Linked DNA regions of Mus musculus: regions 2, 3 and 4 are each linked to region 1. A link is a contact called in public Hi-C and HiChIP or PLAC-seq data. All regions are on one chromosome and are shown on one strand. Each heading gives the region's core, a stretch centred on a gene start, on an enhancer-like site or on the middle of the called end of the contact. The rest is flanking DNA. Distances are from core to core; before and after follow the strand shown.

Evidence for each region. Hi-C and Micro-C count contacts between places; a contact is called where the count stands out from the background. HiChIP or PLAC-seq counts read pairs in DNA pulled down with a chosen protein or histone mark.
Region 2: a contact with region 1 is called in an H3K27ac HiChIP or PLAC-seq map of extraembryonic endoderm stem cells. The contact joins the promoter of Stard10 here to the enhancer-like site in region 1. A contact is called at or near these places in 19 of 39 promoter capture datasets (3T3-L1-derived adipocytes, the C10 cell line, the HPC-7 cell line and 12 more), 2 of 15 datasets of contacts at CTCF or cohesin (the NIH/3T3 cell line and embryonic stem cells), 5 of 484 Hi-C or Micro-C datasets (B cells, cerebral cortex, embryonic stem cells and 2 more), 22 of 115 datasets of contacts at active chromatin or transcription factors (SST interneurons, Th17 cells, bone marrow-derived macrophages and 16 more) and 3 of 9 other capture datasets (embryonic stem cells, macrophages and pancreatic islet).
Region 3: an H3K4me3 HiChIP or PLAC-seq map of pro-B cells shows a contact between it and region 1, with 2.9 times the contacts expected there. The contact joins the promoter of Pde2a here to the enhancer-like site in region 1. A contact is called at or near these places in 1 of 15 datasets of contacts at CTCF or cohesin (embryonic stem cells), 2 of 484 Hi-C or Micro-C datasets (differentiating embryonic stem cells and embryonic stem cells), 6 of 115 datasets of contacts at active chromatin or transcription factors (the 230-238 cell line, bone marrow-derived macrophages, embryonic stem cells and 3 more) and 1 of 9 other capture datasets (embryonic stem cells).
Region 4: a contact with region 1 is called in a Hi-C map of embryonic stem cells, with 3 times the contacts expected there. The contact joins two enhancer-like sites. A contact is called at or near these places in 2 of 15 datasets of contacts at CTCF or cohesin (embryonic stem cells and large pre-B cells), 24 of 484 Hi-C or Micro-C datasets (B cells, the Ba/F3 cell line, CD8 T cells and 10 more), 8 of 115 datasets of contacts at active chromatin or transcription factors (embryonic stem cells, large pre-B cells, microglia and 1 more) and 1 of 9 other capture datasets (embryonic stem cells).

The regions. Positions count from the first base shown.
Region 1 is chr7:101,059,302-101,062,001 of GRCm38.p6, forward strand. It overlaps the pseudogene Gm5735. Among named protein-coding and RNA genes, the nearest start is that of Fchsd2, 48 kb to the right of the region's middle. Within about 2 kb of position 1,355, at least 92 of the 459 cell types and tissues checked have an H3K27ac peak or open chromatin away from gene starts, as enhancers often do. A contact at or near this core is called in the 230-238 cell line, B cells, the HPC-7 cell line and 7 more, where this site is marked.
Region 2 is chr7:101,319,677-101,322,376 of GRCm38.p6, forward strand. It overlaps Stard10 (START domain containing 10), which reads left to right and starts at 1,437. Exons shown (of 7, transcript NM_019990.5): 1 at 1,437-1,676; 2 at 2,038-2,357. The coding sequence starts at 2,151.
Region 3 is chr7:101,449,821-101,452,520 of GRCm38.p6, forward strand. Pde2a (phosphodiesterase 2A, cGMP-stimulated) reads left to right here and starts at 1,432. Exons shown (of 30, transcript NM_001143849.2): 1 at 1,432-1,648. The coding sequence starts at 1,532.
Region 4 is chr7:101,499,199-101,501,898 of GRCm38.p6, forward strand. It overlaps Pde2a (phosphodiesterase 2A, cGMP-stimulated), which reads left to right. Exons shown (of 30, transcript NM_001143849.2): 6 at 1,190-1,249; 7 at 1,779-1,920; 8 at 2,412-2,464; 9 at 2,656-2,700. Among named protein-coding and RNA genes, the nearest start is that of Mir139, 25 kb to the left of the region's middle. Within about 2 kb of position 1,388, at least 29 of the 459 cell types and tissues checked have an H3K27ac peak or open chromatin away from gene starts, as enhancers often do.

The sequences.
Region 1 (2,700 bases), core at 105-2,604:
TACAGCTGTGCGTACTCCTCAGTAGAATGCAAATCATCTCCAGATTATGTGTGACACCTAATGCAATGCAAATAGATGCCACACTGCATTGTCTAGGGAATAGTGGCAAGAAGTCAAAGTCTGTGGATGCACAGAATCATCTGCATATTGAGCTTCTAAAGAAGGGGTGGCCTGAGTCTGTGAAAGGAGAACTGAAAATTCGGATGGACGATTAATACCGTAATACCAGCAGCAGGAAGTTAAGGTGTAGGGTGACAGATTGCATATATATATATGCATACATATACATATACATATATATAGATATATACATACTCCTATTTTATGAATTTTCTTCAGTGAACAGAGAAAAATGAGAGGTAAAAAAAGTGCTCGTGTATGGGGCTGGAGAGATGGCTTAGTGGCTAAGAGCATTTGCTGCTCTTGCAGAGAACCCAGGTTCTCCTGGCCTCTGAGGGCACCTGCAAGCACATGACATACATACTGAGAAGCAGGTGTGTGCACGCACATAAAATTTATAAAGCTAAATGCCAGTTTAGATGGAGAAATAAAGTAAGCAACTGTTTTCATTTTAAAAGAAGGAAGAGAGCCAGGTGGTGATGGCATACTCCTTTAATCCCAGCACTTGGGAGGCAGAGGCAGGCAGATCTCTGTGAGTTTGAAGCCAGCCTGGTCTACAGAGTGAGTTCCAGGACAGCCAGGGCTACACAGAGAAACCTTGTTTTGAAAACAACAGCAACAAATGGAAAAGGAAGAAGGGGGAGGCAGGGAGAGGAGGGGGGAAGGCGGGGGGGGGGGGCAGGGTGGTGGTGGAAGAGAGGTGTGTGTGTGGGAGTTCTTGGTAAAGTTATTTGATTCTTAGCACAAATACAAAAGTAAAATCAAAGCAGCCACATTTACACTCACAATGCCTTCTCCATGCTTTAAGAATGCTTATGTTTGAGCATCTGTGTGGTGAGGTGTGTTAATCTGGTAGACTTGTATGTGAGAGCATGGGTGCACGTGTCCTTGCACTTGCAGGGAGGCCCGAGGAGAACGCAGAAGAATGTCCTAAGCCTTTCCAGACAGGGTTTCTCACTGATGGGCAAGCCCCAGGGATCCTTTTGCTTCTACCTCCCAGAAGCTAGGGTTATAGGCTAGATATAGATAACTCCAGCTTGAGGGGTTTTTATCAACTTGACACAAGCTGGAGTTATCTGGGAAGAGGAATCTTAGTTGGTAAAATACCTCCATCCTATTGTCTGTAGGCAATTAATGATTGACATGGGATGACCCAGCCCAATGGGGCAGGGCCATTCCTGGGCAAACGGGCATTGGTGGTATAAGAAAGCAGCGAGCAAGCCCCTGCCGAGCAAGCCAGGAAACAACATTTCTTTGTGGTTTCTGCTTTAGTTCCTGCCCCAACTTCCTTCCAATGAAGTGCTGTAAGCTGTAAAAAAAAAGAAACCCTTTCCTTCCCAAGTCGTGGTATTTCATCATAGCAACAGAGACCTATGTTAAAAACAAAACCAAAAAAACTTAGTGATGGAATCTGAACCTAGGTCTTCATGCTTGTCCAGTGTTCTCACACACGGAGTCACCAACGGAGTCTCACGCGGCTCAGGCTGACCTCGAACTTCCAACATAGCTTGTTACAAACTTGGCCTCCTTATCCTCCTTCCTCTACTTGCCTAATGCTGTTACCAGCATTTGCCAACGCACCAAGCTCTCCATGGGTTTCACAGCCTGTTCCTGAACTGAGTACCATTCACTCTTGCAAGACAAAGGTTTAACTCCAAATCCGTGACCTCTACCCTGCAGGTCCCCATCAAAGCATCCCTGATTCTCATCCAGTAGAGTGGTCCTCTACTATTGTGCCTGCGGCCTCTACTATTGCGCCTCCGGCCTGCCTGCATGGAATAGCTTTTTTTTTTTTTTTTAAGTTCTTCACATTTTTATTCTTTGTGCACAAAGACTAGCATGATTGGTTCTGCTTGGTAATCAGTCGAACAATCCATTCAAGGTCGCTTAGTCCAACTTAGTCCTTAGTCATTCGCGTACTGCCGGAAGCACTGGCGGCACAAGTTCAGCCCGTATTTGCGGATCAGACCGTGGCGGTTAGAGCAGACGCGGCAAGAGCGGGAACCCTGGCCGAACTTCCGTGGGTGACTCCAGTAGAGCTGCTGGTGACCCATCTTAGCATTTTTATCCCCAGTGCCCAGCTCATTCCTTCTATCCCCAGAGAGTTCTGAGTGGGATCTCCAGAGGGATTCAAGTCCCATGGATTGGACCCCAGGTGGCGCTGTCTGCCCGTGAAAGAGTCGAGGAAACCCAGAACCCGGAGCCTCTGGTCCCGGCAGCCAGCGATGAAACCTCAAATTCCAATCCTGCTTGTCCTCGCAACATCACCCCATGAAACATCATCCCACGCAACGCATCCATGCCTGGTTTATTCTCATTCTCTCTCTCTCTCTCTCTCTCTCTCTCTCCACCTCCCACTTCCCCAACCCCACTCCACCCGCCAAATGACAACTTTCAGGAGTTGGTTCTTCTTCCATCCTTCGGGTCCTGAGGAGCAAACTCAGGTTGGTTGGCTTTGCAGCAAGTAGCGTTATCCACTGAACCATCCTACCAGAACTCGGCGCCTGGTTTTACATTTCAGCATTTCAAGGCTGGATGCCAGAAGAAGTGGGTAACCCGCAGGCTATCCCAGCTGTTTCC
Region 2 (2,700 bases), core at 187-2,686, 260 kb after region 1:
TAAAGGTGTGTGCCACCACTGCCCGGCAGCCTTTAAAAACATTTTGGGGTGGGGGGGCAAAGTCTTACTTTGTTGCCTGTGCTGGTTTTGAACGGAATATGCAGCCCAGGGAAAGCCTTAAACTTTGGGTCTTCCTCCCCAGTCTCCTGAGTAGCTGGGATTATAGGTCTGTGCTACCACATCCAGTTTCCTGCTTATTTTAAAAGTGGGCATGATTTACAAAGATCTCAGAGCCCTGAGCACTTCAGGGAAAAAAAAAAAAAAGCACATCTATTTGTGAACCTACAGTGCTGAGTCTGCGGTTTTCTTTTAACACCTGTAAGAAAAGAAATCTACATGGTGGAGATAAGAGGTGACTTCTGAGGGACCAGGGGGAGAATGCAGAGGGCACAGAAGGAGCCTGGGTGGCAGAGGCTTGGTACTCTGGCACTGGTGGGAATAGCCATTAGCAGACTCTGGTACTACTAGGTCAGTGGTAGTCACTTATTGCTCCTAATATCCAGAGGAGCACACCAAAGGCTTTCCCTGCTCGTCTCTGGCCCAGACAGTGACAAGACTGCCATGCTCATACTGGCCTGGCCCTAGCTTTCACTGGGTAGATGGGACAGGGCTCCCAGAATGGAAGAGTAGGCAGAAGAGTTAGTGGACAGAATTTACATCAGGCTACAGAGTAGAGCTCTGGTCCACTCTATTCTACAGAGGGGTGGAGGGGGCCTGTGCTCCAGTGTTCTGCAGCCCTGTGCTTTTGAGAACTGGTCTTCGCCTAGGGGAGGTGTGGGTAAATGGCTGAGAGCTAAAGAGGGGTGGGTTTGGAAGCTGCCAAATAGGGATGTAAGAGGTTGCTGGCTCAGGACCTCTCTCTGGCCAGAGTGAGGCTGAAGTGGAAATTTTGCCAAATTCTGGCCAGCCTTTGAACCTTGAGCCTTTAAAGTCGGATCAACTTCCGGCTGGGTTTGCACACCCTACTGGAAAATTGAGTTGGGTGTGTGGAGGAGGCTTGTTATGCTCTTGGTTCTTGGGGCTTGCAGGCTGTCGCCATTTCTAATTTAGTTACTGAGGGGCTGTCATCCCTATTCCTGCTAGTTAGTCTTTCAATTGTCATGAGGGTGTGTGCCCACCCTTGAATCTCTGAAGTGTTGTGTGTGTGAATAAGCTGTTGCAGAAGCGTGTACCTGCAAGGGTGGGAGCGAAGAGTAGAGAAGAGGCTCTCAGTTAACTTCCAGAATCTCTCTTGGCACCTCAACCTTACTCTGAGAGCCCAGGCTACTTTGTTACTTCGCTATGTGGTTCCTGCTCACAGGTCCCCGGTCCTCTGATAGTCTACATCTCTCCCCGGACTTTGCCCCTTCCCCGGGGCTTACGGGGGCGGGCGCTAGGACCCGGCGGGGCGGGGCGGGGCGGGGCTCGGTGCTCCCGCAGTTCTTACCTCCGCAGCCTGGAAAATACCGAGCGAGGCGAGCGGAGCCCGGGAGCCCCGAGCCTAGCGGGAGGGAGGAGGGCGGAGGGGGCGCGCGGGGCGGGGGGCGCGGAGCGGGGCGGGGCCGGCGGCGGGACCCACTGCTCCTCCCCCCAGGGTCCCCGCGCGGCCCCCGGTCGCCCGGGCAGCGGAGGCAGCGGCGGCGGCGGAAGAGCTCGCACACCGGCCCCGGCGGGCCCCGGCAGAGAAGCCCGCACAGGTGAGACTCCGCCACCACACCCGCCCCCACCACGGCCCCGCGCGGCTTGCTGCTGAGTTAGTTGTGCGAGTCCGGCCAGCACCGCGCGAGGACTCCGTGCCAGACCCGCACTTGCGATCCCCCAGAGTCCCGCCCGGCTCTCGCGGGCTCCTGCACCCGCTACGCAGCAATCCTACTGCCGCTCCAGGGAAGTATGAGGTCGCTCCTTGTGGGAGGGTGGCCCAAGTGACTGTCCTGTGCCGGTGCACAACCGCCTGGGGCCAGTACCTGCCCTTTTCAAGCTGTCCGCTGGTCCGGGACCCCGGCTAGCCCCACCCGCGCCCCCAGCGCACTGACTCTGGTCCCCAAACCGGTCTTGCAGGTCCCAGGAAGGTGGCGTCAGCATCTGCAGCCGCGTCGACGTTGTCTGAGCCTCCGCGGAGGACCCAGGAGAGTCGGACTAGGACCAGGGCCCCGGGCCTCCCCACGCTCCCTATGGAAAAGCCAGCTGCCTCAACAGAACCCCAAGGGTCTCGGCCCGCCTTGGGCCGTGAAAGTGTCCAGGTGCCCGATGACCAGGACTTCCGCAGTTTCCGGTCAGAGTGTGAGGCCGAGGTGGGCTGGAACCTGACCTACAGCAAGGCCGGCGTGTCTGTGTGGGTGCAGGCTGTGGAGATGGATCGAACTCTGCACAAGATCAAGGTAGGATTGCCCTGTGGTACCTGCAGCCTCCACTCCTCCCGAACTGTCTCTCACAGGAATCTCCTCGCCCATACTCAGACCAGGGACCCATAGAGGGGTGCATGTGAGCTCAGAGTCTCCTAATATAAACCAGAGGACACACATGGGCCATATGACCCGGGTTCTAACCTAGGCATGCCTGTGTGTTTGGGAGATGGGTGATGGCCAGGTACACTTAGGGGAATAGTGTCTCTCAAAGGTCTGTCTTTCAGAGTAGCTTCTGCTTGGACCCTTAGTTTGACCCACTAGGTAGGTGAACGGCCCACTTCCTCCTTCACCCGGGGTTCTCTAGCCCGCGATGGGT
Region 3 (2,700 bases), core at 182-2,681, 390 kb after region 1:
AATCAGGGTTGAACTGTGGAAGGTCTGTAATGCCAAGTGAGAGATTTAGGTTTTATGGTGCTCGTGGTAGAGACCCCCACTAAGGATGTTTGAGCACTGGAAGCTGTAAGCTCAGCTAGGAGGGGGAAAAATCCTTGTGTGGAAGATCACCCCTTGAGCTACTGGGACAGCTAGGACACTTCCAAGCCTGTGCCAGGTGCTGGGACCGTGTCCAGCACTGGGCTCAGTGACTCAACACTGGGGAAATTGCTCCCCAGGGGGAAAGGGCCCAAATGAATCACATCTATGAGGCAAGGAGCAGGGGGCTCACTGAGTCACCTTCCAAGGGCTGGGGGGAGAGGGAAGTACAGGAAGAGGGGCAGTAGCGCAGAAAGGAGAACCAGGGAAAGTCACAGTGAGGGCTGTCAGGAGTCTGTCTGTCTCACCATCATTCCAAGTTTTTGTCTTCTGGCAGCCCTGTGGGACAACTGACACCCAATGGGAAGGGGATCAAGCTAAAGTTACACTGGCAAAATCCAGGAAGACCCAAATTCACCATTTGATATAGACTCGTCCTGTGCCTTAGCCCATCTTATAGCAAGCAGAGGCTAGAAAACAGGTTGGTCCAGGCAAGGGGTTTGACCCAAGTTACACAAATGTCCCCTCATCCCTCCAGCCATCCCCTACTGGGGTCAGGGTGCACCTTTGCGATAGAACACCAGGGGGCGCAGGAGCGTCACGGCTGCTGCAAGTGCCTGAGCACAGAGGCGGCTCTGCAGAGAAATGCGCTCCCAGCTCTCGGGGTCCCACCGCGGAACTGCGGACTAGATGGCCCTGGGGCTTGCACCCTTTTCAGCCTCCTGGGACGCCGATGAAGGCCTATCTGGTAGCCTTAGGAACCCAGTGCTCTCACCCCACATTTGGGAACGGTGCGCCTGTGTGTGTCAGGGCGCACGTGTCTCCTTCACAGATCTGCTACCGCTTCAGGGCTCGTCCCATTTTGGAGCGACCTCTAAATTTCTCCCTCACTTTCCTCTACCCTCTGTACTGGAAGGAGTGAAAGGACCTCGGGGCTCCCGGACTGTGGCCGCGGCCCCTCTCCCCGCACTGCGCTGGACTCGGCCTCGGGGTTCTGGCCGGGCTACTGAAGTCCAAGTGATGGGGAGAGAATGTGGTGCGACAGTGCGCGGGACTCTGGGAGGGGCCCTACCACATAGGAGGAGTGACAATGGGATAAGCGGAAGGCAGCGAAGGCTGAGAGGCGACCGAGGAGTGGGAGCCCTCGTAGCCGACCCGCTGCAGGAGACTTGAGAGGGTGAAGGCCTGGCAGGGAGCAAGCCGGCCGGGATCGGGTGGGGTCCGATCTTTGGAAGGCGTTGAAGTGCTGTCCCCGGTAGCAGAAACGTAGGCGGGGCCTGGAGGCCTGGGGCGGGACGGGGGCGGGGGCGGGGCGGGACCAGGGCGGACCCTCGCGCGGACCGGCGAAGCTGTTGCGGACGCGCTGACCGAGTGCAGCGGGCCGGGCTGGAGGGGCGGGCGGGCGGCTGCGAGCATGGTCCTGGTGTTGCACCACATCCTCATCGCTGTTGTCCAATTCCTCAGGCGGGGCCAGCAGGTCTTCCTCAAGCCGGACGAGCCGCCGCCGCAGCCATGCGCCGACAGCCTGCAGGTAGGAGGCCCCCCCCCCCCCCATTCTGGGTAACAGGGAGAAGCGGGTGTCCAGGGAGAGCCCGGTGAGGGCCCGGTCTTCTGAAGAGCTTGCAGTCGTCTGCCCCACGGTCTACTCTCTCCTGAACCTTCCTTTAAGAGGGGACCCTTCCCTTAGTTTGGAACCCGTCTTGTACTGAATGGGACTGCAGCCATACCCAGAGGGGGTCCTTGATTCTTCGGCTCATAGTTCAAATGCCCCTCCAGATTCTGACTCTGCTTCGCATCTAGAACTCCTCCATCCCAAGCCCCGAAGTCCTAATCCTCGTTGCCCCCCTCAGCCACATTAACAGCTCTGTATAAACCCGGAGTTCCCTCCTCCCAGGTTAGTCCCACTCCCCTCTCAAACCTCTGGCTCTCTACTGTACATATCAGATTCCAGGCACACCCATATCCCCTAAGCCCCTGGCTGCAGAGAACTTTACCTCATAAGTAGGACCTCACCCCCAAACCTCTATCTTCTATTTTATAAAGTCTTACTCCCCATCCTTACTAATCATCTAGATTCTAGTCACCATCTTCCACCCAACCCAAGGGTCCAACCCCCTTTTAAAACCCAGATTCTCTCTTCTCCTCTGCCAGACTGCCCCCTCCCAGTCCTCATCTTTTACACAGACCTCCAGTCTCCTCCTGTTGCCTCCCAGCCTCTAGATGTGATAGTCCCATATCATTCTTCCAGTTCCCAAATTTCTGAGTGCATCATCCTTTGGCCCCTCTGCTGTTCTCTTGTTTAGTGTGTTGCTCCAGGCTGCCTACCTCTCCTGGTCTGTTCAGCCCTTCAGTTTCTGTAGGTCTCTATCTTTGTGCTAGGGTCTTTCTGTGACCATGCCTTCCCTACATGTCTGCCTCTACTTTGGGTCGTGGGGGAACCGGCTCAGAAGACAGGGCTGGAGCCTCTAGGACCTCCACCTGTGCCTGTGTTCTCAGGTATGGCATAGGATGGACTCAAGTCCAAGGGCTTAAACATGGAGAACGTTGCCCTCAGGGTGCCCAAAATATATGGTGGGTAGGGAT
Region 4 (2,700 bases), core at 138-2,637, 440 kb after region 1:
TCTGCTTGTACTTCCAGCGCAGGAAGCCCCCCAGATCCCATTCCCTCTAAGAGTCACAGTCTGTCTATGTACCCCGACCCCCTCAGGTATAAGGTCCCACACCCCCTTCCACGCGTACCCCGACTCATCCCGCTCCTGGCCAGCCTGTGAGCTTCCTGCTGGTCTCCTCCTCCTCATCTGTTCCTGGCAGGGGACCCAGCGCAGGGAGGCAGGCAGGGGCTGCTGGGTGAGGGAAGCAGGATGAAGCCCACACCCCCTGCGAGCACTGTGGGAGCCCCACAGGTGGCGAACAGCTTTGAGTAAGCTAAGGAAGTTGAGACAGCAGGTGGGGAGGAAGCCTTGTTGGCGGGCCACCATGGGTCCCTAGGCTGTCATCTCTGCTTTTTTCCATCCCCGTTTCTCCACATTTCCCTCTTAAACACCCAAGAGTGCTAGAGGAAGAGCATGAAAGATGGCTGAAGTGAGCCCTGGTGACTAACTAGCACAGGGACACAGGACAGGGGAGGATAACCGCGTGGTAAGAATGAATCTAGAGAGTCAACATGGAAGCGGGAAGGGGAGGGGTGGATAGAGATGTCCTAACGCTGCTACTTTCTGCTTGATGATTTTCGGAAGGTCCCCCACCTCTGGCCTCCCTGGCTCATCTGTAAGGGGAAGATTGCATCTCCCCATGGTGAGAACCATGTGTAAGGCAAAAAGCACTCCCTCCCTCAGCCCATTCATCTGTGCACAGCTTCCTGGCAGGTGTCAGTCATGCCTGGGCTCCCTTCTTTAACCCCAGATGTAAGGGCAACTCAAACCCCACTCAGAACGGATGGAGCTGGAGGCTAAAGCCAATTCCACAAATCCTCTAATCAGGGCCTGAAGCGCTCCGTGTGTGGACGATGGAGAAGGGTCTGAGGTCCGCCTTCCTGACTCTGTATACCTGGACTGGGCTGTCTGTGGCACAGTTTGCTCCAGGAACGGAACAGTAAGCGTGGAAAGTGATGGGACAGACAGGAAAGTTCCACTCTTATCACCTGCCCTGGACGTCTTCCTTGGGAAAGTCACCTTCAGAGCTAGCTGCCTGGCTTACATGGAGGTCATAGACTGTATTGGTGGCAACTGGTGTTGAGCTGGCCACGGGAGGACATGCAAGTGAAGACAGACTGGGGAAGGTCACATCTGGTCGCTTCTCCCTTCTCTCCAGGTGCACTGTGGCCAGCTGAGTGACAGTGAGGAACAGAGCTTGCAGGTGGTAGAGAAGCACGTGAGTCGGGTAGGATCGTGGTAACACAGGGGCTGCTGAGGATCCTTACCAGAGCTTGTAGGAAAGACGATCTGGCCAGAGAGCTGGACAGGCCTGGCTTCTGGTTCCAGCGTGACCACCTTGAGCAAGCAGTTTCACAACTGAAGATGGGGTAACATAGCGCTAACTTAGCTGGGTTAGTGATGAGTCAAAGACCCTGTGTATAACTGAGGCTCTTTTCTGCCTAATGTTTCAGGAGTCTGTGATCTTAATCAGGGTGGTGTTAGACAGGAAATCTGATCCTCTTTTGAAGAGTCTGCGAGCGGGGGTCCGGGGGCAGCTATACTTAGCCGTGGAAGAAGCGAGGCTCTAAGGACAGTGGGAGCTCCTAGGAAGTGGAGGGACCAGCGGGTTGAATTGTTTGGAACCAGAACAGGGATAGGCAATGAACATTATGGGGGACCCAAGAGGGATTTGTTTGAGCTAAGGAGGGGAGTCAGGTAGTGACACTGAACGGCAAGGTCATGCTGACCACTCGGCCGTCCCCTAGGCTCTGGTAGCCCTGCGGAGGGTGCAGGCCCTGCAGCAGCGCAGGCCTGAAGCTGTTCAGAACACGTCAGTGGATGCCTCTGAAGATCAAAAGGATGAGAAGGGGTACACCGACCATGACCGAAAGATCCTGCAACTGTGTGGTGAGGGCCAAACTCGGGCAGGTCTATAGGATAGGGTCGATCCTGGAGGGGCAGGGCCAGGTCTCTGGAGTGGGCGGGACCTGAGAGGTGAGTTATAACACAAGGCAGAACCCAGATAACACTTGGAAAGCATGTGGGTGTTCTGGGTGGTCTTGTGGAGCCTGAGGCGAGGTAGGGGCGGAGCCTGAGAGTCAGGGGTGGAGCCTTAAGCAAGGCAGGGGTGGAGCCTGAGGAGAAGCAGGGGTGGAGCCTGAGGAGAGGCAGGGGTGGAGCCTGAGGAGAGATGGGGCGGAGCCTGAGGAGAGACAGGGGCGGAGCCTGAGGAGAGACAGGGGCGGTGCCTGAGGAGAGGCAGGGGTGGAGCCTGAGGAGAGACAGGGGTGGAGCCTGAGGAGAGACAGGGGCGGAGCCTGAGGAGAGGCAGGGGTGGAGCCTGGAAGCAGCCCCCAGGCAAGGCAGAGCCCTCTCTGATTTCAGCCTTGTTCTTGCAGGGGAACTCTTTGACTTGGATGCTACTTCTCTGCAGCTCAAAGTCCTTCAATATGTGAGTCCCTGAGCATCTATCTCCTCTTCCACCCTCTCTCTCTCCAAAGACCAACAGACCCTTGACCCCATCACCTCTGTTCAGATTGGGACACCCCACCCTCTCTTCTCTTCTACAATCCTGAAAAACCCAGAGAGGCTAGCGGGTGTTCCAGCCCCGCCCTCAGCCTGGCTCTGTCTGTCCCCCTGCAGCTGCAGCAGGAGACACAGGCCACTCACTGCTGCCTCCTGCTGGTG